2 separate regions of the Sus scrofa genome follow, and region 2 is linked to region 1. Evidence: chromatin contacts called from public promoter capture Hi-C data. All regions are on one chromosome and are shown on one strand. Each heading gives the region's core, a stretch centred on a gene start, on an enhancer-like site or on the middle of the called end of the contact. The rest is flanking DNA. Distances are from core to core; before and after follow the strand shown. Region 1 has its middle 50 kb from the start of DHRS7. Region 2 holds the start of PPM1A (protein phosphatase 1A).

What was found. Promoter capture Hi-C pulls out the DNA fragments that hold promoters and counts their contacts.
Region 2: a contact with region 1 is called in a promoter capture Hi-C map of liver, with 2.1 times the contacts expected there. The contact joins the promoter of PPM1A here to the enhancer-like site in region 1. A contact is called at or near these places in 1 of 5 promoter capture datasets (liver), 11 of 47 Hi-C or Micro-C datasets (alveolar macrophages, fetal heart ventricle, fibroblasts and 6 more) and 2 of 2 datasets of contacts at active chromatin or transcription factors (alveolar macrophages and skeletal muscle).

What each region holds. Positions count from the first base shown.
Region 1 is chr1:189,118,122-189,123,567 of Sscrofa11.1, reverse strand. It overlaps PCNX4. Among named protein-coding and RNA genes, the nearest start is that of DHRS7, 50 kb to the left of the region's middle. Within about 2 kb of position 2,862, at least 5 of the 83 cell types and tissues checked have an H3K27ac peak or open chromatin away from gene starts, as enhancers often do. A contact at or near this core is called in liver and omental adipose tissue, where this site is marked.
Region 2 is chr1:189,246,693-189,252,362 of Sscrofa11.1, reverse strand. It overlaps PPM1A (protein phosphatase 1A), which reads right to left and starts at 3,389. Exons shown (of 6, transcript XM_021062341.1): 1 at 2,953-3,389. LOC110259569 (basic proline-rich protein-like) reads left to right here and starts at 1,400. Exons shown (of 5, transcript XM_021085056.1): 1 at 1,400-1,404; 2 at 2,459-2,875; 3 at 2,910-3,561; 4 at 3,892-4,026; 5 at 5,283-5,536. The coding sequence starts at 1,400. The coding sequence ends at 5,402.

The DNA.
Region 1 (5,446 bases), core at 1,613-4,112:
TCCTCTTACATCTTTGATTAGGTGAAGAAACACGGGGTATTATAGTGTCCTCTGGCCCATAAATGCAGCACGATTAGGAAAAAAATTGAGTTGGGAGTTCCCGTTATGGCTCAGTGGAAATGAATCTGATTGGGATCCATGAGGACGCAGGTTTGATCCCTGGCCTCACTCAGTGGGTTAAGGATCCAGCGTTGCCATGAGCTGTGGTGTAGGCCGCACTCCCATCTCTCTTCTTTTATAGTTTACTATAAGCAGTCAGGAGAAATCAAGCTGTTCCTTCCACACTTTGCTTAGAAATCTCCTTAGCTATATACTCAATTTTATCACTTTCAAGTTCCACTGTCCCCAAAACATTAGAAAATGGTTCAGCTAAGTTCTCTGCCACTTTACGCCAAGGACTGCCCTTTCCTCCAGTTTCTAATAACATGAGACCTCACTAAAATTGCCTTTACTGTTCACATTCTTAGCATGCATTTTAAAACTCTTCCGGTCTCTACCCATTACCCAGTTCCAAAGCCATTTCTACACTTTTAGGTACTTGTTATGAGAGTATCCCAACTTCGTGGTATCAAAATCTGTCTTAGCCAGCTCAGTTTGCCATAATGAAATACCATAGACTGGGTGATTTAAACAATGGAAATTAATTTCTCACAGATCTAGGATCTGGAAGTCTGAGATTAGAGTGCCCTCATGATCTGGGTATGATAAAAACGCTTTCTGGCTTGCAGACAGCTAGCAGCCTTCTCACTTTATCTCATATGTCAGAGGGACAAAACAGGCTCGCTGGTGTCTCTTCCTATAAGGGCACTAATCCCATCAGACCAGGGCCCCACCCTCATTGTCCTAATTAGCTCCCAAAGACTCCAAATACTACCACACCAGAGATCAGAGATTTAACATATGAATGGAGGGCTCAAACATACAAGGTTGCCTGTACATTTCACATTAACCTGTGAAAAAGAAAGCTGCAATCTATAGAACAGAGAAAGGTCAGATTTAGAAAAGGCAAAAAAGGAGTTCCCGTTGTGGCTCAGTGGAAATGAATCTGACTAGTATCCATGAGGATGGAGGTTTGATTCCTGGTCTTGCTCAGTGGGTTAAGGATCCAGCACTGCCGTGAGTTGTGGGAGCTGTGGTGTAGGTCGCAGACATGGTTCAGATTCTTAGTTGCTGTGGCTGTGGTGTAGGCTGGCAGCTACAGCTCCGATCTGACACCTAGCCTGGGAACCTCCATATGCTGCAGGTGAGGCCCTAAAAAGATGATTAAAAAAAAAAAAAAAAAAAAAAAAAAAGCCAAGCAAAAGGAGTCACCAAACAATTCTGTTTAAAATTGCTATTTTCTATTTTACTCCTATAGCAAATTGATTTAAAAAAAATCATTATTCTATAAAGCTACTATAACAAAATTAAATAAGGTATTCTCTTTATCTTAAATCCACTCAATCTATGTATAGTATTTATGTGAAAACATTTTAAATTCTTCATTTTCCCCTCACAGAGATATTCCATCTCCTTTCACAGGTTTTAGCTCAGATGTCTTATAGAGCCATAGCTCCTTATTCAAAGTAAAACACAGGATTGAAATTTTGCTGATTTATCTTATAAACAGTTTTCTTTTTACTCTTCAATAAGATTTAATTACTGCTTCAGGATGAATGTTTAACAGAGATTAGTCCTAAGTGATTAATCATCAAAATAATGGTTTACTTTCAATTCACAGATTCACCCAATAGTTTGGTTACTTTTAATTCATAGACTCTTTGTTTTTTTAATACTAAGAAGAGTGCTCTTACTATACAAATTTAATAGTAAAGTAAGTTGAAAGTATTTGACAGCTTATTACCTGTGTGCAAGATCTACAGAAACAAAGACAAAAATATAAAGTGGTCTCATAAGAGGAGTGATTTCATAAGTATCCTGGGTTTGGAAAGTCGCAGTCTCTGTAGCTGTGTTTACAATTAATGAATATTCTCCTATACACAATGTCATCCATCCAAAGACAAATAGTAGAACAGTGCCTCCTGCACTGCCATACAGCTGTGTTACTCTATTTGGGAGCAAATACCATGTTCCAAGACCACACACTAACCCAGCAAGAACAGAATGAAAAACTGTATTGACTATATGCTTTTTGCCAGGAATTAGAAATTTGATGGTCTCAGCACCAACACAACTCGTAAATTCATGCTCGTCTTCCTCTGCTAAGATATTTGTGGTTAGCATTCTTTCTACTGTCACCGATTTGTTTCTGGCATATCTACTTGTGAACTGGATGACAAATGCAGTGAAAAGCATCAGTCCACCTGAAAGTGCTGCTGTATAATAATCTTCCAGGATGCCAAATTGGTACAAAAGTGTTCCTATTCCACCCAAAACCCATGGCATCAAAAAAAGGATAATCTGATTAACATATATGTAAGGAGGGGCACAATAGCCTAATTTGAGTCGAGGGCCTCCAAGAACAGTCTGTGGAAAGCGCTTCAGAAAGAAGTCCTGTTTGTAATCATTCAGCAGAGGAACATCTGGACTCATCCTTCTCATTCAGGATTATTCTGAAAGTCACATCCTTTTCTGTAACACAGCAGTCTCTAAGAAAAAGAAAAAAGTCGCTATTTGAAAATGTCATACTTAAAACATGGGGGAGAAAAATCCCACATTTCTCTTAGTTCCTTTAAGAGCAGGGTTTGTAACTTCACTTCTCTAGTTCCTTTCCATTGCCTGACACATACTTGGCACAAAATTAACAGTTGCTAAGCTGTTTTTTATTTGAAAAGAAATCACATTCACTATTAATTTACCTAGAACTTAGATAAACTTGCAATTTCTTATGTAACTCACATTTTCAGACTTCAAAGTCAAAGGAGAGTTCAAAAAGTCAGTACTCTCAACTCAACTCTGCTAGTGGTTTAACTGATCATTTCCCTGAGTGCTTCTGCTGTTTGTTTTTTAACTTTTTCCTCTATTACAAGGATGAGGAAAATTTTTCTACAAGGGCCAAAGAGTAAATATTTTAGGCTTTGTGGACCATATGGTCTCTGTAAGAATTACTCAACCCAGCTGGTGTTGCAGAAAAGCAGCCAGACTTAATACACACATAAGTGGGTATTAGTAATTATGTTTTAATATAACTTTACCGTATTTACCCAAAGAGGCTGTCGGCCAGATTTAGCCTGTGGGCTACAGTTTGCCAATCCTTGCTCTATACAGTAAGGATATTATCTACAATTCCTATGCATTGAAATGGAAACAGAAGTAGAAAATTGAAATACTAAGTCTAAGTCACAGCATTTAACAATTACAGTAAACTTACGATTCGGGGATAATTTAAAAAGTCAGACACTGCTAAAATAGTAGCATTTCAATAAAAAGCCATTGGTAGCTCAACCTGTAGTCGGAAGAACAATAAACTAGAAATCAAAAGACTCTGAGGGTTAGATTACATGCCTACTTCAGACCACTTCATGACTCAATTTTTAATCTTTCTGTTGTCAGTTTCCAAAATCTACCAGAACCAAGAAAACCTGAAATCATAGTAGTACTCATAAATGCTTTAGTCTACATTATTTTCATTTAAGGGACATAAAAATCTATGGATCAAATAATATAGATTCTCTTCTCTTCAAGTTTCCCCTTTCCTGGGATATACTCTTGAAAAACAGTGCCTGTCACAAGATCAGCCAGCAAAGCATTGTCTCAGGAGTTATATGTAAAGTTAGAAAAGAAAAATTAAGTTTAAAGGCATCTTCATAGAGGCAAATAGACCAACAGATTAGAATAGAGTGCAGAAATAAATTCTCATGTATATAGTCAAATACTTGAGAAGGGTGCCAAAACTGTTCAATGAGGAAAAAACAGTCTGCAACAAATAGAGCTGGGAAAACTGGGTATCCACATGTAAAAAGATAAAGTTAGATCCTTGCCTAACTAAAAAATTAACTCAAAATGGATCAAGGACTTGTGTATAAGACCTAAAGCAAAAAAAAACCCTTAGAAGAAAACATAGCATAAAGCTTTTAACATTAGATTTGGCGATGACTTCTTGGTCATGACACCAAAGGTACCCGTAGCACAGGAAAAAATGGACAAAATGGACTTCACAAAAATTGAAAAGTTGTGTGTATCAAAAGACACTATCAACAGAATGAAAAGGCAATCCACAGAATGGGAAAGAAAATAGGAAATGAATGTCCATAATACATAAAGAACTCCTAAAACTCAAGAACAGAAACACAATTTAATTCAAAAATTAACATAGAACTTGAATAGACATTTCCCCAAAGAAGATATACAAATGGCAATAAGCACATGAAAAAATGCTCAATATCACTAATATTAGATAAATGCAAATCAAAAATATGAGATACCACCTCACATTCATTAGGATAGATACGATCAAAAAATATAGAAAATACATGTTGGCAAGGATGTGGGCAAACGGGAACCCTTGTGTACTATTTGTGGATAGGTAAAATGGTACAACTGCTATGGAAAATAGTATGACAGTTTCTCAAAAAAATAAAAATCAAATTACCATGACCTTACAATTCCACTTCTGGATATATACCCCAAAGAACTGAAAGCAGGGACTCCAAACAATTTGTATGTCCATGGTAGCATTTTTTCACAATAACTAAAATGTGGAAGCAACTCAAGTGTCCACTGAAGGATGAATAGATAAACATCTATTCATGGTATAGTCATGTAATGGAATATTATTTGCCCCTAAAAAGGAAGGAAATCCTGAAATATGCTACATCATAGGTGAACCTTTAGGGTAGTATGCAAAGTAAAATAAGCCAATTGCAATAAAATAAATACTGTATGATTCCATTTATATAAGGTACTTAAAAGTAGTCAAAATCCTAGATAGAAAGCACAATGGTGGTCACCACAAGCTAAAGGGAGAGAAGAATGGGTAGTTATTGTTTAATGGGTATACAGTTTTACAAAATGAGAAGAGTCACACAGGAATAGATGGTAATGATGTTTGCACAATAATGTGAATGTACTGAATACCACTGAAATCTATACTTAGAAATGGTTAAAATGATAATATTTATGTTGTATGTATTTTACCATACACAGAAAATTCAAGCTATCTTAAAGTAAACTTTCTTCCAAACTTTCTTAAAAGAGTCTTTCTGCAATTCACTTCTACCCAACTAATATGAGTCCTGGAGAGAGCTTTTGGGCATCACGAAAGGTTTTTGGTCATTATTAAGAATTACTACTTTGAAGTACCTCTTTTTACACCATTGGAAAGTTCTTTATACTATAAAAACTTACCATCGCGTATCTTCTAGCTTCTGTCTTAGTTCTACACAGTAAGTCATAGCTTTTACTCATATGACAGCCCTACAAGTACGTACAACAGAATACTACCACAGGGCCGGGAGCTTCCTGGTGGCCTTGTGGTTAAGGATCTGGAGTTGTCACTGTGCTTGGG
Region 2 (5,670 bases), core at 2,140-4,639, 130 kb before region 1:
ATAATTATTTCTACATGATCACAAATTCACATCATAAGAAATTAATCCAGCTCTCATGCATGAGCATTTCAGGGATAACAAGCTCTCTATGGACACATGCCAGTCTTTAGTTTCAAATTATTAAATAAATAAGCACTCATAGTTGAACTAGAATTAGCTACACATGCTGTTAGCCACTATAATAAAAACACATATAACAGTCTATGTGTTATCTCAACAAATTTAAAGACTGTAGGTTTTCAGTTACTGCTTGACAATATTTATCTTGTGACAATATGATGTTACTACAAATTTCTTTGGGGGGGGGAACAACCCTGTATCAGAGAACAAATTTTCAAGTGAAGGTTTATTAACAAGTCAAGATAAGCAAGACCCAGCTTGAACTGACACAAAAACCTTCACAATGTGATCTTAAAATGCCCTTCACGTCAAACTACCAAGGGTCTGTGCTTGTTCAAACCTGTAGTCTCAACCACCCTTTGTCTCTGTGGAATCTCTATCTGCCTTCCTCCCAAGAGTTTTTCTAGACTTCCCACTCCCAACAGAAAAAAAAAATCCATAAAGGCTACCTACAGAAATACCTTTTCTTAACAATACTGACCAACTTAAAATTTCTTTTAAGTAAGATACAATCCAGGAAGAAAATCAGCTTCAGAATGCTGAAAGACCTAAGTGCCTGGCACGTAACAGGCATTTAGTCAAAGCATATTGAATAATGTTAAGAGAATAAAAAAATGTAACAACTGTATATAGTACATTTGACAATATAATCTACCCCTTTGGCTTTGCTGATATTTTGGAGCATAGCCATGACTAAATAATTCTTATCCCCTAGTGCACTATTCCCTTCAACAGCTTATACTGTAATTATGGACATCGTTTTAGCTCTTCAAACTAAAATATAAACCACTTTTATATTATATGTTAACACACACACGTCCCATGAAAAAAAAAATCCTGATGATACCAGCATTCAACCATTTTTTTTTCAAATATATCTGAGGTAGATAGCCAAACTTTACCAGTTTTAATATACCTCTCCCATGATATAACTACTTCACCAATATGAAAAATGTTTAATGATATCTAATCAAAAAAGTCTTAAGATAGAGTTCCCGTTGTGGCTCAGTGGATTAAGAACTGACTAGGATTGGTGAGGATGTGGGTTCAGTCCCTGCCCTCACTCGGGTTAAGGATTTGGTGTTGCTGCAAGCTGCAGTGTAGGTCACAGATGGGGCTCTGATCTGGTGTTACCTTGGTTGTGTCTGGCATCTGCAGCTCCCCTTCGACCCCCAACCTGGGAACTTCCATATGCTGCAGGTGAAGCATTAAAAAGAAAAAAAAAAAAAAAAAAAAAGTCTTAAGCAACTCCCATGTGCAGTTCATTATAATTTCCATAATGCGGTATTGCTGTAACTTGCAGGTTAAAAGTAATTGTCCCTATATCATTAAATGATTAAACAGATACATGTGAGTTACACATTAGAACAGAACTAAAACATTAAACAAGGACTGTTACTTTGTGCTTCAAACTATTGGCAAAAGAAACATTAAATCAATGAAGTAACATCTATGCTTATAAAACAGTTAATGGGGTGGGTCACTATGGCTCTTGTCAGTTTCCTAAACTGTAAAGAGTTACAGAACTACACTTTGGAAAAGGCCCAATATGTAAAAAGATAAATATATAAAAGTGAAGTTGTTCGAGTTAAATAGCAGTTGGAGAGCAAGCCCTGCTGGATTCCGGAGAGCTCTGGGACCCCTAAAGGTTCAGCAGAGCACTGTTAAATCAACCCTCTGACTCTTCAGAGCTCTTTGCACCTAAAAAGCAGTTGTGTTTAAAATCACAACGTGCAAGTTTGAAATGATTAAGCCTTTTTCCTCAAAATATTTTTAAATTTCTAATTTTCTTCAATAATGTCAAAATCATTTACTTTGAGAAAATAATAACATAGATTTTTTTACATTGCCCATACTCTTCCAATCACTTCACTTAAAATGCATTCGGCTCATTACACCAATCAGCAGGAAATTTAGGGTTGGGGTGGACAGGGCGAATAGCTTTCTTGGCTTGGACAACTTAAGTACGACCTTTGTAAATTTTTAAGTACCATGCGGTGCTTGAGGAAAAAAAAAGAAATACCTCAAGCGATGAAATTTTCAAAACATATCTAAAACCGCTGTTGGTAGAGGCCCTCCAGAGCCAGCAGTCTTTCAAGAAAATATTAAAAATCTACAAGCAGAAAAGTATCATACCTCGACCAAACTCTAGCATCAAGAACTTTTACTCACACAATTAACACGGTTTAAAAGACGAAAAGAAATCAGTACCATTTACTTCAATGAATTTGTTCAATGCTTTAGGAATGAATGAATTGGAGGTATCACTGACTTGAGTTCTAAAAAAGCCTCACTCTAAGCTCTACCCTCTATAAAACCTGAAGCAAAAACTCTCCAGAATTTGGTGTTTCAAGGCCAAGTCCGGTCCAAAGGAAGCTTCTCCTCTTCTTTCTCGCGGCCTCCCTCCAGGGGCTGGAGCCCGGGGTGGCCGGGCGGTTGGGGGCGCCGTACGCCCCCTCCCCGCTCAGGGAAAGTTCCGCGGGTTCATCTCCGGTCGGGGCAGGCCTGGCCCGCCGACGGCCCTACCCGGCCGAGCGGCCGCAAACACCCCGCCCGGCATCTGCACCCGGAGGGTCGCGCCCCCTCCCCGCGCAGCCGCCACAAACACCCCGCCCCCGCCTGCCCGCCACCGCCCTCGCAGAACGTTAACCCCTCGTAGTCCGCCGCCCGGCTCGGGGGAGGAGGCCGGGCCAGGGGGTGGAGTTGTCGCGTCTCCTCCCGGGAGCGCCCGGGCAGACGCCCGGCTTGTTTACAGGCCCCAGGCTTTAGGCCTGGCCGCTGCCGCGCAGGCCCGCGCCGCCCGCCCGCCCTCGGCCCCAGCGTCGCGCTTACCCGGAGCAGCCGCGGGCAGGCAGGTCCCTGGTCGGCCGAGGCTGCGGCGGCCGGGGAGGGGGCGGGAAGGGGGTCACCGCGGCGGCGGCCGGCCAGGTCAGGCCGGGGAGGGGGCGGAGGAGGGGAGGAGCCGGGCTGCGTCCGGGCCCCCGGCTCTCGGCGCCCTCGCGGCTCAGATCATCCGGGCGTTGGAGCGGGAGGCGGAGAGCGGGTCCCGGAGGAGGAGGAGGAAGAGCCGAAGATTCATCGCTTACGCACCCCACCTGCCTTAGCGCCCCCCCACCCCCCTCCCCAACCACCGGCTGCCGAGCTGCCGCTGCCGGAGCACCCGAAGCTGCGGGCCGGGCCAGTGCGGAGACCACAGCTCCCTCGCTCCCGCGCGCGCTCCCGCCCCTAGCGCCGCCGCCGCCGCCGCCGCCTCCAGCGCGTCCCCGCGCAGGCGCGCTCACGACGGTGCCGTACTACCCCTCCCCCACGCCTCCGCCTGCCACGCTCCGCCCCGTGGGCTCAGAGGCCCCTACAGCTGCGGCGCGGCGGAGCAGCTGGAGAGACCCGGATGTCGTTGGGCAGGAACTGCAGCGCGCGCTGGCTAACGGGGGAGGGGTGCAGGTGATGTCACTGCCCTACCCAGCTTCTCTCGTAGCAGTGGCCTCGCCGCCCGGCCCCTAGGCAGAGCCACAAACGAGCGTCCGAATCCCGGAACGGAACCGGGACATGGGGCTTCCTGCCCTGGCCCTGGGGACTGGACAGAGGTGTGACTGTATGAGCCTCAGGAATGGGGATACTCTCCGAGCCCGGACTCGGCATCCCCCCTAGGGCGTCCGCGCCTCCTTTCGCTGGGCTACCGTCTGTCTGCAGATAGATACCCCATTCCCGGGGAAGACGCAGTCTACAGAGGCCGAGGACCGACCTTGTGCTGTCGACTTCTCTCCCTTACAGTTGCGGCCTGATCGCGGCCTAGCTGCTGCGGCTCTAAGGCATGCTTGTTGTCAGGCCACCGCCAGATCCCTCTCCCTCAAGCCTCCACACTTCCGGAGCCATCCTTGCCCCAGCGACCTCGGGAGACCTACGCAGGTGCTCTAGCCACACATCTCGGGTCCCAAAGGGCAGCAACACTCTCACCCTACTACCACCCACCCACACGCGAGTGCCCCTGATACACGCACAAGGCACATGCTCTGAGTTTCTGGTGGTTTTTCGTCTGTAGCTCGTGGGGTTCCACATTGTATTTATTTGCACTTATTAGACAGTCACGTGATTCTGTCACAGGGGACATCCAACCACCTCCAGTGAGGTTAAAGGAACGAAGGATTTTTCAAAATCTGGAGGATTATCAAAAATGTGGCAGCTGCTGCTATGAAAATTTAGAGATCTGTTAAACCCAGTTGCACGTGCAGGTGGCCAGAATCCAGTTTAGCTAGCTAGACTGCAGACAACCCGACCCACGCCGTTTGCAGACGCCAGGGATACAATGACAAACCCTAGGCGGCCAATGAATCAGAACTGGAGAGCAGTACATCACCAGCAGGGTTTCCCATTGGCTGGGATGCTTTCCCTCTCTTGTCAGAGGTTTAACCTGCTCAGGGATTTGACTTATACCACATTTCCAGGCACAGAAGTTTAAAAGAAAAATCAGTGTTTAAAAAAGATGCTCTTGGGAGTTCCCTGGTGGCCTAGGGGTTAAGGATCGGGTGTTGTCACTGCTGTGGCACGGTTTTAATCCTTGGCCCAGGAACTCCTACATGCCTGTGGGCACTGCCAAAAAAAAAAAAAAAAAAAAAAGAAGAAGAAGAAAGATGCTGTGCTACATATACATAAAGAAAAACAAAATACTTCATTATAGGAGGCAGGTACTTTAAAAAGAGCAACCAGGAGTTCCCACTGTGGCACAATGAGACTGGGGCATCTCTGGAGTGCTGGGATGCAGGTTCCATCCCTGGCCAGGCCTAGTGGGTTAGGGATCAGGTGTTGCCACAGATGCCGTGTAGGTCACAACTGCCACTGGGATCTGATTCCCTCTCCAGGGAACTCCATGTGCTGCAGAGCAGCCAAAAAAGAAAAAAGAACACCTGAAGATGTTAGTCATAACGTGTTCCAGCTGATAAAAAAGTAGATTTGTGATAAGGCCTCTCCATTTTATCCTAAGAGCTTGTACCCTGCTACTTTGTATCTCCTAAAACCACTTTGTTGCTCCAACTCTTAGATCTAAAGCAACCTATTTATTCTGTCTCTGTCATTCAGCAAGCATTTAACTGCTTTTAAAACTGTAAATGCTATCTCATTTTTCCAACATGACTTTTTTGTGACGGTTCTGTTCCTTTCACTTTTAGACATGGGATCTAACAACAGGATCAAACAATATCACCAAAAGATCACTGGCAGGCTGCTTCTTCAAGGAACCCCCAAATCACCCAATATCTTGGAGGTTAGAATTTCTTAGAGTAAGATGAAGATGGATCATTTCCAGGTATATAAAGTAAAAATAAAGTTCACTTATGCATTTGGTCTCAGTATCATCTGATGACATATTTCCTATATTTCCTAATTCTCCCCATGCTTGCCAAAAAAAAAAAAAAAAAAAAAAGAAAGAAAGAAAAAGAAAGAAAGAAATGAAATTAGATCAAAGATCTTTGAAACTTTGCCTTATTGGAATTCTTAATACTTTGGACAAGTAGCAGCATGATTAGCATGCTAGTGGACTCATTACCATTCTGAAAC